Regions from separate parts of the Capra hircus genome. Here region 1 is linked to region 2. The links are chromatin contacts, called in public Hi-C maps. All regions are on one chromosome and are shown on one strand. The core of a region is the stretch at or near the end of the contact, and the rest is flanking DNA. Distances in the headings are between cores, read along the strand shown. Region 1 has its middle 14 kb from the start of EIF4EBP1. Region 2 overlaps EIF4EBP1 (4E-BP1 protein).

Evidence for each region. Hi-C and Micro-C count contacts between places; a contact is called where the count stands out from the background.
Region 1: a Hi-C map of blood shows a contact between it and region 2, with 1.8 times the contacts expected there. The contact joins two enhancer-like sites. A contact is called at or near these places in 2 of 5 Hi-C or Micro-C datasets (both in blood).

Annotation. Positions count from the first base shown.
Region 1 is chr27:12,441,491-12,447,798 of ARS1.2, forward strand. No RefSeq gene overlaps it. Among named protein-coding and RNA genes, the nearest start is that of EIF4EBP1, 14 kb to the left of the region's middle. Within about 2 kb of position 2,586, at least 1 of the 5 cell types and tissues checked has an H3K27ac peak or open chromatin away from gene starts, as enhancers often do.
Region 2 is chr27:12,404,104-12,410,463 of ARS1.2, forward strand. It overlaps EIF4EBP1 (4E-BP1 protein), which reads right to left. Exons shown (of 3, transcript NM_001285589.1): 2 at 5,561-5,740; 3 at 2,995-3,026. The coding sequence ends at 2,995. Among named protein-coding and RNA genes, the nearest start is that of ASH2L, 18 kb to the left of the region's middle. Within about 2 kb of position 3,123, at least 3 of the 5 cell types and tissues checked have an H3K27ac peak or open chromatin away from gene starts, as enhancers often do.

The DNA.
Region 1 (6,308 bases), core at 1,336-3,835, 37 kb after region 2:
CTGCTCCGAGCTAAAGGTTCGGCTAACTGTGAAGTGACCTCCAAGACAGCAGCAGCAAGTGGGAAGAGCAGCGGACGCTTCCTGTGTCCTTTCTCTGGGCCTGCACTGAGTGAGAGAGATCTGACTCGATGAGACAGGTACATGGTCCCATGGCCTTGCAGGACAAGTGTTACTAATTCACACATGAGGCGCGTGGGGTTGGGGGGCCTAGCCAGCCTCACACCACGGCCCACATCTAGATGTTTTTATAACCCGCTTAGTCCAAAGCCCATACCGGTCACCACCACCCCTGTGATCCCCAAACTCCACAGGAGCTGAGGAGCTGGTCTTGAGGTGAGGAGAGGGGAACCATCCCAGAGAACAGGAAAAGCTACAGTGGAGGCAAGGGCCAGCAAATATTGACTTCTCATTTCCGGGGGCTGGAAGTCCAAGATCAGGGTGCTGGCAGACAGAGATCCGGGTGAGACCTGGCTTCCCGGTTTGCAGACAGCTGCTGTCTCAGTGTGTTCTTACAACCAGGAAGCGCTAATTTTGAATTTGCACTGGATCTGCTTCCAGGACTTTAACTCTTTTTGTTATTATAAGCATACATAATGGCCTGCCTCAGGGAGATAACCTGACCCCACCCACCGGTGATGGACTGTGACATTCTTGAATCCTTTGTGTGGCAAATGGCGCTGGGCCCGGTGCCCACTGCTTACCAGCGAGACTCAGAAATTCACATTTGGGGAGGCCAGAATCACAGATAGATGTGACATCTTTGTTTGTGACTGTGACAGGGAATATTCCATTTCACACCACCCATGAAATGACTGTAAGGAAATGAAACTAACATATCCCCCCATCTGAGGCTTGCCATTCTAGGAGATACTTGCAGGAATTAAATGGCCTTTTTACTTCGTTTCCTCACCTCCCACCATCTCTGATCCATAAAATAATCTGACATCCAGGCGCCAACTAGTTGGTTAATTGGTTATTTTGAGGCACTAGCCTGCTCCCAAATAAAGTCCCTTCCTTGTCCCAATACCTCATCTCCGACTCATTGACTTATCTTGCAGCAAGCCAAGCGAACTTGGACTGAGTAACATTATCACATGGTGTGGGGAAAGAGAACTCTGTCTCTCCTTCCTTCTTATAAGGACACCATTCCCATCGCAGTGGGGGTAGGACACTCTTATGACCCCATCTAAACCTAACTATAACCTCCCGAAGGCCTAATCACTAAATACCACTAAATATCTCCCATCACTCCATTGGGGGAGCTACCATCACACATGAATTTGGGACCAGACACATTCAGTCCATATCAGAAAGGAACCTTGAAGACTTTTGCCCAGGGTGAGTTCACCCTGCTTTTCTGGGTGGTGACTGTGCCTCCCTCCAGCCCCCCAAGAAGGGGTCCAGCATAACTGCCTCTCTTTCCCCTCCCTGGACTCAACATTCACTCTTCCTAAATCAGTAGACCCCACAGAAAGCAGTGCTTTCAGTAGCAACATCTTTGAACTCAAAGTTGATGGCATACTGTTAATTCCACAAGTTTTGTAAAGAAAATATCATGGGCTCATAATCCGCTTATGATCTATGTGACCTGTGTCGGTCACTCTGAAATGCAATTTTCTGTAGCATCTTTTTATAAATTTTTATTTTATTTATTTTATTTTTGGCTGCACTAGGCCTTCGTGGCTTTTGCCTGGGCTTTCTCTAGTTGCGGCGAGCAGGGGCCACTCTCTAGTTGCGGCTGGAGGGCTTCTCATTGTGGTGGCCTCTCTTGTTGTGGATGACCAGCTCTAGGGCATGCTGGCTCAGTAGTAGAGGTGCCTGGACTTAGCTTCTCTGCAGCATGTGGGACCTTCCTGGACCAGGGATCGAACCGGGGTCCCCTGGATAGGCTAGGTGGATTCCTATCCACTGCTCCATCCGGGAAGTCCTAAAGTACAACTTTCTTATATGTAGAATGGCTGTCCTGGTAGCTCAGATGGCAAAGAACCTGCCCACAATGCAGGAGATCCCATTTGATCCCTGAATGGGGAAGATCCCTTGGAAAAGGGAATGGCAACCCACTGCATTATTCTTGCCTGGAGAATTCCACGGACAGAGGAGCCTGGAAGGCTTTACAGCCCATGGGGTCACAAAGAATCAGGCTTGGTGACCAAACAACAGCAACAAAATGGAAGTAATACTAGCCACCTGGGTTAAAACAGGTAGCACAATCTTTGGGACTTGGTGGACTTCCAGTGAGTGTAAAGAGCTGTCTAGAAGCTAACCTCTTGATTTCCAGGCCTGGGCTCTGCCTTGACTTTCCATTTCTTTTATTTGAGGGGCAAAATGTGACATTTATTAAGCATCCTGGGGACAGGGGGCCTTACACTGTCCATCAATAGCTGGCCATCCTGATCTTGGAGTCAGTGGGCTGGTCGCACATACGAGAAAACGTGGGGATGAATAAAAAGGAAAGGAAGACCTGTTGTGTGATGGAAGCGGGGTGGCTGAATTGACCCTTTTGAAGCAACTCCGGAGCGTGGAAAGCGCTGAGAAGCCGGAGTCTCCAGCGCGGTGAGCAGTTTACTCGCCGCTGGTCCCCAGCTTCGCGGCTGCTGGGCTGGCGCGCCCTCTAGTGGTCCTCCTGATGCCTTTTTTAATTAGACCAGTTTCTTTGGCCGTCTGTCCTACCTTAAGTTTACTCAATTTTTTACAAGCGTATGATTTGTAAAATTACTTGTTTATTTATTATGGTTGCACTGGGTCTTCATTACTGCAGGCAGGCTTTCTCTAGTTGAAGTGATCGGGGCTACTCCCTACTTGCAGTTCATGGGCTTCTCATTGCGGAGGCTTCTCTAGTTGCAGCAAGCAGGCTTTAGAAAGTGTGGGTTCAGTAGCTGAGACTTCCTGGGCTCTAAAGCACAGGTTCAGTACTTGTGGCCCATAGGCTGAGTTGCTCCGTGGCACGTGGAATCTTCCTGGACCAGGCATGGAACCCATGTCCCCTGCCTTGGCCGGTGGATTTTTAACCACTGGACCACCAGGGAGGTTCCCATTCAAGTTTTTACTGAGAGAGTTCTTTGCCAGGGAGGAGATAGTCTAGGCACTGGAGATTTAGCAGAGAACAAAACAAACTCCTACACTAACTCTTCACTTGCTTAGCAACTTCCATCTGGGTCCCTGAAGGCTGTTATTGGCTCCTCCTTTTGTATTGCCAAAGGTGAAATTTTAAGAAACCAGCATGCATAGACCTCCAAATAAGATGAAACCAGAGCATTGGGTAATACTGGGGCAAATCTGAAGAGAGAGGTATTTAACTCAATTTTAAGTGACTTGCTGTCTCTTAGCGCTTCTTTCCTTTATTATAGATTATGATTTTGCTTTCCCCCTGTTTTTTAAATTTGTTCATGAGTTCACTTGCAGAGGTTCCACTAGATCTACGCTATCCAATACGGTAGCCACTAGTCACCCATGACTATTTAAATTAAATTAATTTTAAAAATTTAATAAGACTTAAAATGTAGTTCCTTATTTGCATCACATTTCCAGTGTTCACTCCCCACGTGTGACTGGCGGCTATCTCATTAGCACTGATACGTAATATTTCCGTTGCAGAAGGTTCAACTGGACGACCCTGTAGCCACGATGAGGATTTGGCTGTAGGAGTGTTGAGTTAGTGTGAAGGTACGATCTACCCATTCCTTCCATCTGGCTTCTTTTTTTTAAGGATTTCTCTTATTTACTTGTTTGCTTTTCGCCATGCAGGGTCTTTGTTGCAGTGCACAGGCTTTCTCGAGTTGTGGCAAGCAGGCTGCTCACTGCAGTGGGTTCTCTTGTTACGGAGTATGGGCTCCAGGGTGTATGGGCTTCAGTAGTTACGGTGCACAGGATTAGTTATCCCACATGTGGGGTCTTAGTTCCTGGACCAGGGATTGAACCTGTGTCTCCCGCATATTGGCAGGCAGATTCTTAGCCAGTGGCCCACCAGGGAAGTCCCCTCCTTCTACCTTCTTATCTGCAGTTTGGACAGTGGCCTCTGGCTGGTAGCAGAGGGATGTGAGCCAGAAGACCTAACTTTCTCTACTGTTTGCTGAGCCAGTTGGGAGATGTGGCCCCCCTTCTCTCTTCTTCTTTTTTAAAATTAATTTTACTTATTGATTTATTACAAACATTTCTTTCCGCCTCACTGCACAGCTAGCAGGATCTGAGTTCTCCGACCAGGGATTGAACCCCAGTGTACAGCAGACCAACAGAGAGAGCTGGGTCCCAGGCTGATCAACCCTGTGGTTGCTTTTCTCTTGGGAGACTTCAGTTGCCAAAGGTTTGTCTCTCTGCGCCCTTGGTCCTGGGTTGCCAGCTCTGCTCTTGACCTCTGCTCTTTCTGGTTCTAACTGTGGGCTGGAAGGGGCTTGCGGAATCTTCTTACCAAGCTCTTGTTTACAGGGACGTCTCTGATCACCAATGAGAGAGCGAGTGGGCAATGAATGCTGGAGGGTCTGAAAGTTAAAAGTCTCCACTTCCTGAGCCACTACCATTAACTTAGGAGCAGAGGAAGCTGGACACAGCATCCCGGTACCCAGGCTCTTCTCATTTCTGCTGCTAACTTGCTCTGTGACTCTGGGCAAGTCCTTTCTCTTACCCCAAGTCTCAGTTTCTTCCTAAGTGATGAGGGATGTGGGACTTGATGATTTCCACATTTCCAGAGTCTAACTTGGCCATTGCCTTTGTGACTCCAGGGCACAAACAAGTTATTATCAGGATAGAATAGATTCTCCCCTCCCCACAGAGAAATCTCCTGGCTCAAATGGTTTCACTCCAAAACCTGAAGAAGACAAAACACCAATTTTACACAGATTCTTCCAGAAAATGAGTGAGGAGGGAACACTTCCCAACTTATTTTTAGGCCAGTATTATTTTGATATCAAACCAGATAAAGATGGAGAAGCAAATGGCAACCCACTCCAGTATTCTTGCCTGGAAAATCCCATGGATGGAGGAGCCTGGTAGGCTACTACAGTCCATGGGGTCGCAAAGAGTCGGACACGACTGAGAGAATTCACTCACTCACTCAATTATCTTATAGTTTCAATAAACTAAGCTTAAAAAAAAAAACAACCAGATAAAGATGGTACTAAAGAAAGCAACTATGAACCAATATCTTTCATGAACTTAGACCAGTAACTCTCAAAATCCTCAATAAAATATTAGCAAATTGAATTCATTGTTCTAAAATAATTATAAATATGAGAAGAATTATATACAGGGACCACATAGGATTTATTCCAGATATGTAGTCTGATTCATTATTCAAAATTCAATGGATATCAAGTGGTTAATAAAGTTGAGTTAAAAAAAGTCCATCATAGCAATAAACTAAATATAATCATCAACCTATAGAGCTGTGTCAGACTCTTTGCGACCACATGGACTGCAGCACGCCAGGCCTCCCTGTCCATCACCAACTCCTAGAGCTTGCTCAGACTCATGCCCATTGAGTCAGTGATGCCAACCAACCATCTCATCCACTGTCATCCCCTTCTCCTCCCACCTTCAATCTTTCCCAGCCTCAGGGACTTTTCTAATGAGTCAGTTCTTCCCATCAGGTGGCCATTGGAGTTTCAGCTTCAGCATCAGTCCTTCCAATGAACACCCAGGACTGATCTTTAGGATGGACTGGTTGGATCTCCTTGCAGTCCAAGGGACTTTCAAGAGTCTTCTCCAAAACCACAGTTCAACAGCATCAATTCTTTGACACTCGGCTTTCTTTATGGTCCAACTCTCACATCCATACATAACTACTGGAAAAATTGTAGCTTGACTAGATGGACCTTTGTCAGCAAAGTAATGTCTTTGCTTTTTAATATGCTGTCTAGGTTGGTCATAACTTTTCTTACAAAGAGCAAGTGTCTTTTAATTGTATGACTGCAGTCACCATCTGCAGTGATTTTGGAGCCTAAGAAAATAAAGTCTGACACTGTTTCCACTGTTTCCCCATCTATTTGCCATGAAGTGATGGGACCGGATGCCCTGATTTTAGTTTTCTGAATGTTGAGTTTTAAACCAGCTTTTTCACTCTCCTCTTTCACTTTCATCAAGAGGCTCTTTAGTTCCTCTTCACTTTCTGCCATAAGGGTGGTGTCATCTGCGTATCTGAGGTTATTGATATTTCTTCTGGCAATCTTGATTCCAGCTTGTGCTTCATCCAGCCCAGCGTTTCTCATGATGTAATCTGCATATAAGTTAAATAAGCAGGGTGACAATATACAGCCTTGACATACTCTTTCTCCTATTTGGAACCAGTCTGTTGTTCCATGTCCAGTTTTAACTGT
Region 2 (6,360 bases), core at 1,873-4,372:
TCTGGCCAGGGGGCTTCCTCTCTTGCAGGACACATTTAAGTCCTACTCTTTGGAATGTGTGCATCAAGAGAACCTAATCTGTAAGGGCCGTACTTTTCCCCAGTTAATCTGCAGTTTCCTTACCTTTTCATATGCATTTAATTGGCTGCAGAGAGAAGGGAGGCTTTATTCTAGTTAATTCCAGAAACTGAGGTGTCTATTGCCCGTCATTGGGGTGCTGTCTCTTCCACTCGAGATGAATTGCCCTGAGGCAAGGGGCACAGTCCTCTGCTTAGGGCAGTCAGGGAGGGCTGTACGTGTTAAGTTCTGAAACTCAAAGCACTGATTTTGTCTGTATTTACAGGATTGGCCGATGTGTGGAAGCTGTGTCAATGCCATGAGTTAGGAACTAAACTTCAGGGAGAAGGGACTTGGTTGGACAGGTAGGGTTTTGATGTAGGGAGGGCCTTCCTGGATGGTGGATGACCTGAGGTACAGGGGGCGCCAAGAGAGCATGTTAGACGGAGGAACGTCGGAACAGTTGGATTTTCTAGATGAATGAAGAGGCTGCCCCAGGGCAGTGGACTGGGGAAGAGGTGCTGTCTCTGATCATTTGGTGAGGTGCAGGAAGTCATGGAGGTTTCTGGTCTGACCACACGGTAATCCGGGGCATTGACACAGCTTCCACGCAACAGCCAATCCTGTAAAGAATACTTTAAGACATTTCTGGGTGTCCTTCTCCAGAGTACTGCTTGTCTCCAGATCAAGTCAAAAGATCCTTGGGACACACACACCGTAGCTTAAAACAGTTCCTTGTCCTTTCCTAGCTCATAGCGTGTGGCCTCTGCCCCATAGCTGTCCCTGGGTTTTCCCTTGACTACAAAATCAGAGCTTTGGGTGATGCCTGAGGCGGGCAGGCCCAACTGTGAAGGTTTCTCAGAATATTCCTGTGGATGCTAAATTGGACCACAGGAGCTTTATCTCCCCAAGATTTTAAGTTCCCTGAGGACCAGGACTGTGTCACAGACCTTTCCCACTCCACAGCAACACAGCCAGGGTGATGCTCAAGAAATACCTGGGTTTTCCGGAGGAGATACTTCTGTTCAATGGGAAAGGCTCACAACACGTAAACAAATTTCTTATTGTTGGAGAGGCCAACTTTCTACCCTTGGACACTGGGATGTGACCAAGAAGGGGACTGGACTTGTGATCATGGCCTCGGGTTGGACATCAGAAGGGGAGAGAGTAAGAGGTTTTTAGGGGAAAGTTGTGCCAATCTCTAGTTTGATCCTAGTTGGGGCTTTATTTGTTGTTGGGTTGGTTTTATTTAATGTTTTTGTTTTTTTTTCTGGCCATGCCATGCAACACGTGGGATCTTAGTTCCCTGACCAGGGCTTGAACTCCTGCCCCTGAATTGGCACTGCAGTCTTAACCACTGGACCATGAGGGAAGTCCCCTAGCTGGGGCTTTAGTTGTTGTCTTTGCTCTGGTGGTGGCCCGTCCAAGTCTCACTTCCTATCCACAGGAAAAGTACATGCTGCATGCCTGAGTCAACCTGCCCCGGATCCTCCCACACTCTGTCACCAGGCACAAGGCTTCCAGCCGCCGTTGCAATCCAGGGAGAGGAGGAGACTCCAACTCAACTATAGGGAAAAAGAAAAAAGGAAAAAACAGGCAAGGGACTCAGCCACTAAGGCCTTCTGCTCCCCAAACAGCAGGCTGATGAGTGTGCTGAGTCCAGAACTGGTGAGCTCCAGGTTGGCCATGGCCTCTTGGTCAAGGGCCATCCGCCCTTCAGCACACCCTGTATATGAGATGAGAAACACCTGCTGCTTCTCAGTGGGCCCCTCCGCCTGGCATCTGAGGCCCTTAGAAATCTGAACCCCTTTGTTATTTACGAAAGGCACCCCCACCCTCACAAACTGCCTGCTCTGGCCAAAGCAGGCAACTTGATGCCCTGTCCTGGTACAGCCTGTTTCTCCAGGACCACCTGCCCTTGGCCACCCGGGCCCTGGCCTCCTCCCAGCCAGGTATTCTCAGGACCCAGCTGTAGCATCAGCTCCATGAAGCCTCCCCTATGTGGACCACTCGCTGGAAACCAATTCCTATGCAGTCTCTTTCATGCTACCTTTTCTATGGGCAAATCTTACATTTCAATGAAATCCCCAAGGCAGGGAGCTTCTTCAGGGGTCTGTGGCCCGCTAACAGTCACACAGGGACACTTGACGAACACCGGGGGTCAGGCCTTTGATGCTTGCAGTGTGGGGGCTGCAGAGCAAAGGGGACTGCACCGCTGGACACGTTTAGGGGGGTGCCCAGCCCAGAAAAGAGGCAGCCTCCAGCACCAAAAAACAGGAGACAAGAGTAGCATAGCTCAACCCTTGCCAGGACGACACCTGTGATGGAGTGTGTGGGGTTCACTTCCTGGGCCGGACCGCGAGGGTAATCTGTGTTCTACTCACCCGCCCCTCACCAAGGGTCCCTCGACCATCAACTTGAGAGGCCAACAGGAAGTGCTTGAGAAGCATTAGCCATCCATACAGAGTTGAAAAGAGCTCAGACAGGGGCCAACTCTTGGCCCTAGGGCGAAGGTGGCTTTTATTTCCTTTCTCAGGAAGGGAGGGGGTGGGGAGCTTTCCCCACACACCAATCTAAGTCGGGGAGGTGGGGGGGCGTGGGTGCTCCCCCAGAGGAGGGGGCCGGGAGAGCTGGAGGACCATTCAGAAGGCCTCCTCCGTGTCCACTTGCCGACCCTGGGCTGCGGGATGCGCCCGAGGTCACTGCCCTCCGGGTACTAGTTCCTGCAGAGTTGGAGGCACATGGAGGTATGTGCTGGTGTCCACGAAGAAAAACGGGGAGCAGGGGCCCTGAGTGAGGGAGCAGGGGGCTGGGGTGGCTGGCCCCACGCCCACCGCCTGCCCAAGATGGTCACTTGCATAAGGCCTGGCTGGTGTGGCTTCTCCCAAGAGGGGCCGCTGGGGCCCGGAGGCATGGCTCGCTCTGATGGCTGGCCCTTTAAATGTCCATCTCAAACTGTGACTCTTCACCTGGGGAGAGAAGGGGCAGAGGACCAGGTGAGCCATGGGCAAATGGCACGGCTGAACCTTCGAGAGGCCGGAAGGGGGTGCTGTTTCCCGTTCTGTTGTTCCAACAGGGAGAGCAGGGGCCAGGGGCATGCTGCCGAGGATAGCGGACAGAGGGCAGGCCCAGGAATTCCCAAGCCACACGTCCAGCTGTGCTCGCTCCCCCGATCCCAGAGCAGAGACCACATCTCCCCACTGGACAGCTGACAGCCCTGTGTTCTGGATCACTTGTATTTTCTTTAACAAGAGTGAATGGCTCCTTGTGATTTGAAATGAATATAATTTCACAGACACATACTCCTTAAAACATAAAACCTTTCTGAGCACGTGTCCCAACTTCTGGGTTAGGACATGGTACCGTAACCTCCTCTGCCTACACCTGATTCCCCAGAGAAGAGCCTGACCCTGCAATACAGTAGCTATTTGGGGAATTCAGCTGCTCACTGCCGTCGCCCAACTCTCACCATTAGAATTTCCAAGTAATTCACACAGCGGCACGTTGTTTTCCTTTTTAATGAAACTGCCTTGTGCCTGACCTCCTGGCCAAGGCTGCTCCAAGGTTCTGGAGGGCAGAAGGCCTGCTCTGACCCCCTATGGGGAAACAACCGCCCTTGACTTCTGGTTATGTTGACACAAATATGCTTGTCCAAGGGCAGGAGCCTTGGTTTCTTACATCCAGTGAAGCAACATGGAAAACCACGTGCCTCCTCCTTCAGCCCACCCCATCCCAACAACCGTGTGGCCTATGAGGCTGCCACGGTGGGGTCAGAGCCTTTGTTGTGGGCCAGCACAGCTTGAGAGGCTGGGAGGGGCGAGGGTATGCAAGTGCAGGCGGTGGACAGCCTTCAGGTTGTGCTGACAGCCTCCATCCGCAACGGCCAGTCTGGTTTAAGGGGAAAGAGGAGTGGAGCACCAACCACACGACTCTGTCCATCCTTCTGTCCTTTTAAAAAATACTGGTCTCTTTATTTTTGGCTGTGCTGGGTCTGGGTTGCTGCTCACGCTTCCTCTAGTTGCGGCCAGTGGGGGCTCCTCTCTAGCTGCAGGGCTCACACTTGTCTCTCCAGTGGCTTCTCCTGTTGCGGCTCTGCGTGCACGGGCTTCCGGAGCTGAAGCACGTGGGGGCATTAGCTGCGGTTCCTGGGCTCTAGAGCACAGGCTCCCTAGTTGGGGGTTCATGGGCTTACTTGTTCTGAGGCATGTGGGACCCTCCCAGGCCATGGATCAAGCCGGGTGTCCTGCATTGGCAGGCAGGGTGTCTACCACTGAGCCACCAGGGAAGCCCTGTGCATCACTTATCACAGGGCAGGGAACCTCGCTGCCTGGGCCGTCCTTCCTGCTGGGCTCTGTGGGTCCGTGTCCATCTCTCTTTTGCCCATGGATCTCCAAGTGCGGCCCGCTCTGGGAGGTGGGGCTCCTGACTTTCTGATGAACCACAGCCTGCAGGCCCCAGGGAGCTGGGTTCCATGCTGTCAGCAAGACCAGCCAAGCTCGAGGGCCCAGCTGCTTCCTGTCTGGGCTTGGTTGCTGCCTTCAGGTGAAGGGTTAGCAGGTTCCAGGCTCTGCCAGTGCTTATGGTCCCTCCTCCCACAGCAAGAGCTCAGATACTCTGGCTAGCCGGTCCCTGATGCTTGAAGATAGTATTCAAGCACCTCTGCGGGGGTGGCTGCTCTGATTGATGAGGGGTGGGGGTGGGGGTGGGAGGAAGGACCCAGCCTCCCCTTGTCCACTACAGAAACAACTGGTTGCACTGTTTCCACGGCCTGATCCACTAGGACACCTGACATCCCTGTCGCCTTTCTGATTCCGCTGCTGCTGCTGCTGCTGCTGCTAAGTCGTGTCCGACTCTGTGCGACCCCATAGATGGCAGCCCAACAGGCTCCTCTGTCCCTGGGATTCTCCAGGCAAGAACACTGGAGTGGGTTGCCATGTCCTTCTCCAATGCATGAAAGTAAAAAGTCAAAGTGAAGTTGCTCAGTCGTGTCCGACTCTTAGCGACCCCATGGACTGTAGCCTACCAGGCTCCTCCATCCACGGGATTCTCCAGGCAAGAGTACTGGAATGGGGTGCCATTGCCTTCTCCTCTGATCCCGCAGACGTGTAATTTCCTAGAGGGCAAGGACACTGTGCTTTTGATAAGCAGCTTCCTGCACAAAAACATCCTGGGTGTGTTCCAAATTGCTGCAGACACAGAGAAATGCCTCAGGGACAGTTGTATAAAGGTCATCCAAGGGCTTATGAAAGTGGCCGCCTGGATGCCATCTCCTTTCAAACAAGCTCCCCGCTAATGAGACTATCTGATGAGGCTGAATGGCCTTGCCTGGGCTTCCTGGGCCCCTTTCCTGGGGAAAGTGGGTTCCAATGAAAATGCTGCACCCCAGACCCTTCCCTCGCCCTCTGGACTGCTCCACGGGGCAGTTGTGCTCCCTGGACCACCCACCCCCACGCCCGCTCTTCAGCTTCCTGGAGGGAGAGCCCAGCCATTCCCAGCCACTCACCGCCTGCCGGTTTGTCCTCGGGGCTGCTGCGCAGGTGATTCTGGCTGGCTTCCGTGGGGGGCTCATCGCCTGTAGGGCTAGTGACCCCGGGAATGGTGGGCAGGTCCCGCGGGGGCGTCTTGGTCACAGGTGAGTTCCGACACTCCATCAGGAACTTCCGGTCATAGATGATCCTGGTACCTGCAAGGGGGCGGGGACACGGATAAAGCCCCCTGGCCTGCTTTTTCCCCGAGGCCCGGCTCCAGCAAAGGTGGCAGGCTTTCCTGCAAAAGCCCAGGCGGAGGTGTGAGGCTCACTCACTGCCTCCTGCAGCCCCGGACTCTGCTGTCGCCAAACCGCCCCATCTCCCCGGGGTCAGCGGGTACTCTATGGAGAAAGATTTTTTTTTTTTAATTTTTGGCAGCACCCTACCAGTGGCTTGTGGTTAATTCCCTGACCCTGCCCCCTGCATTGGAAGGCTGAGTCTTAACCACAGGATCCCCAGAGAAGTCCCCAAAGTGGGTTTTTTATGCGTTTTTCAATTCTGTCCTTACACACCCTTGGGGAATATCCAGCATCTTTTAACTCCATTTGGCAAAGAAGCAAAGAGAAAAGTAAGTGATTTCTGCACCCCACCGCCCCTCTAACCACTCCCCACCAGTAAATATGAGAACTCCTCCTGTCTGGTCTTTGTGGAAAAGAGTAACAGGGAGCACCCCCAGCGTCACCGCGGATCTCTCAACTCAGTCCACCTCGCCGGAGACGCCCCGCTCCGCCCAGCATCCGGTTACCCATCCTCTGTTCACGTGTCACCCGAATTC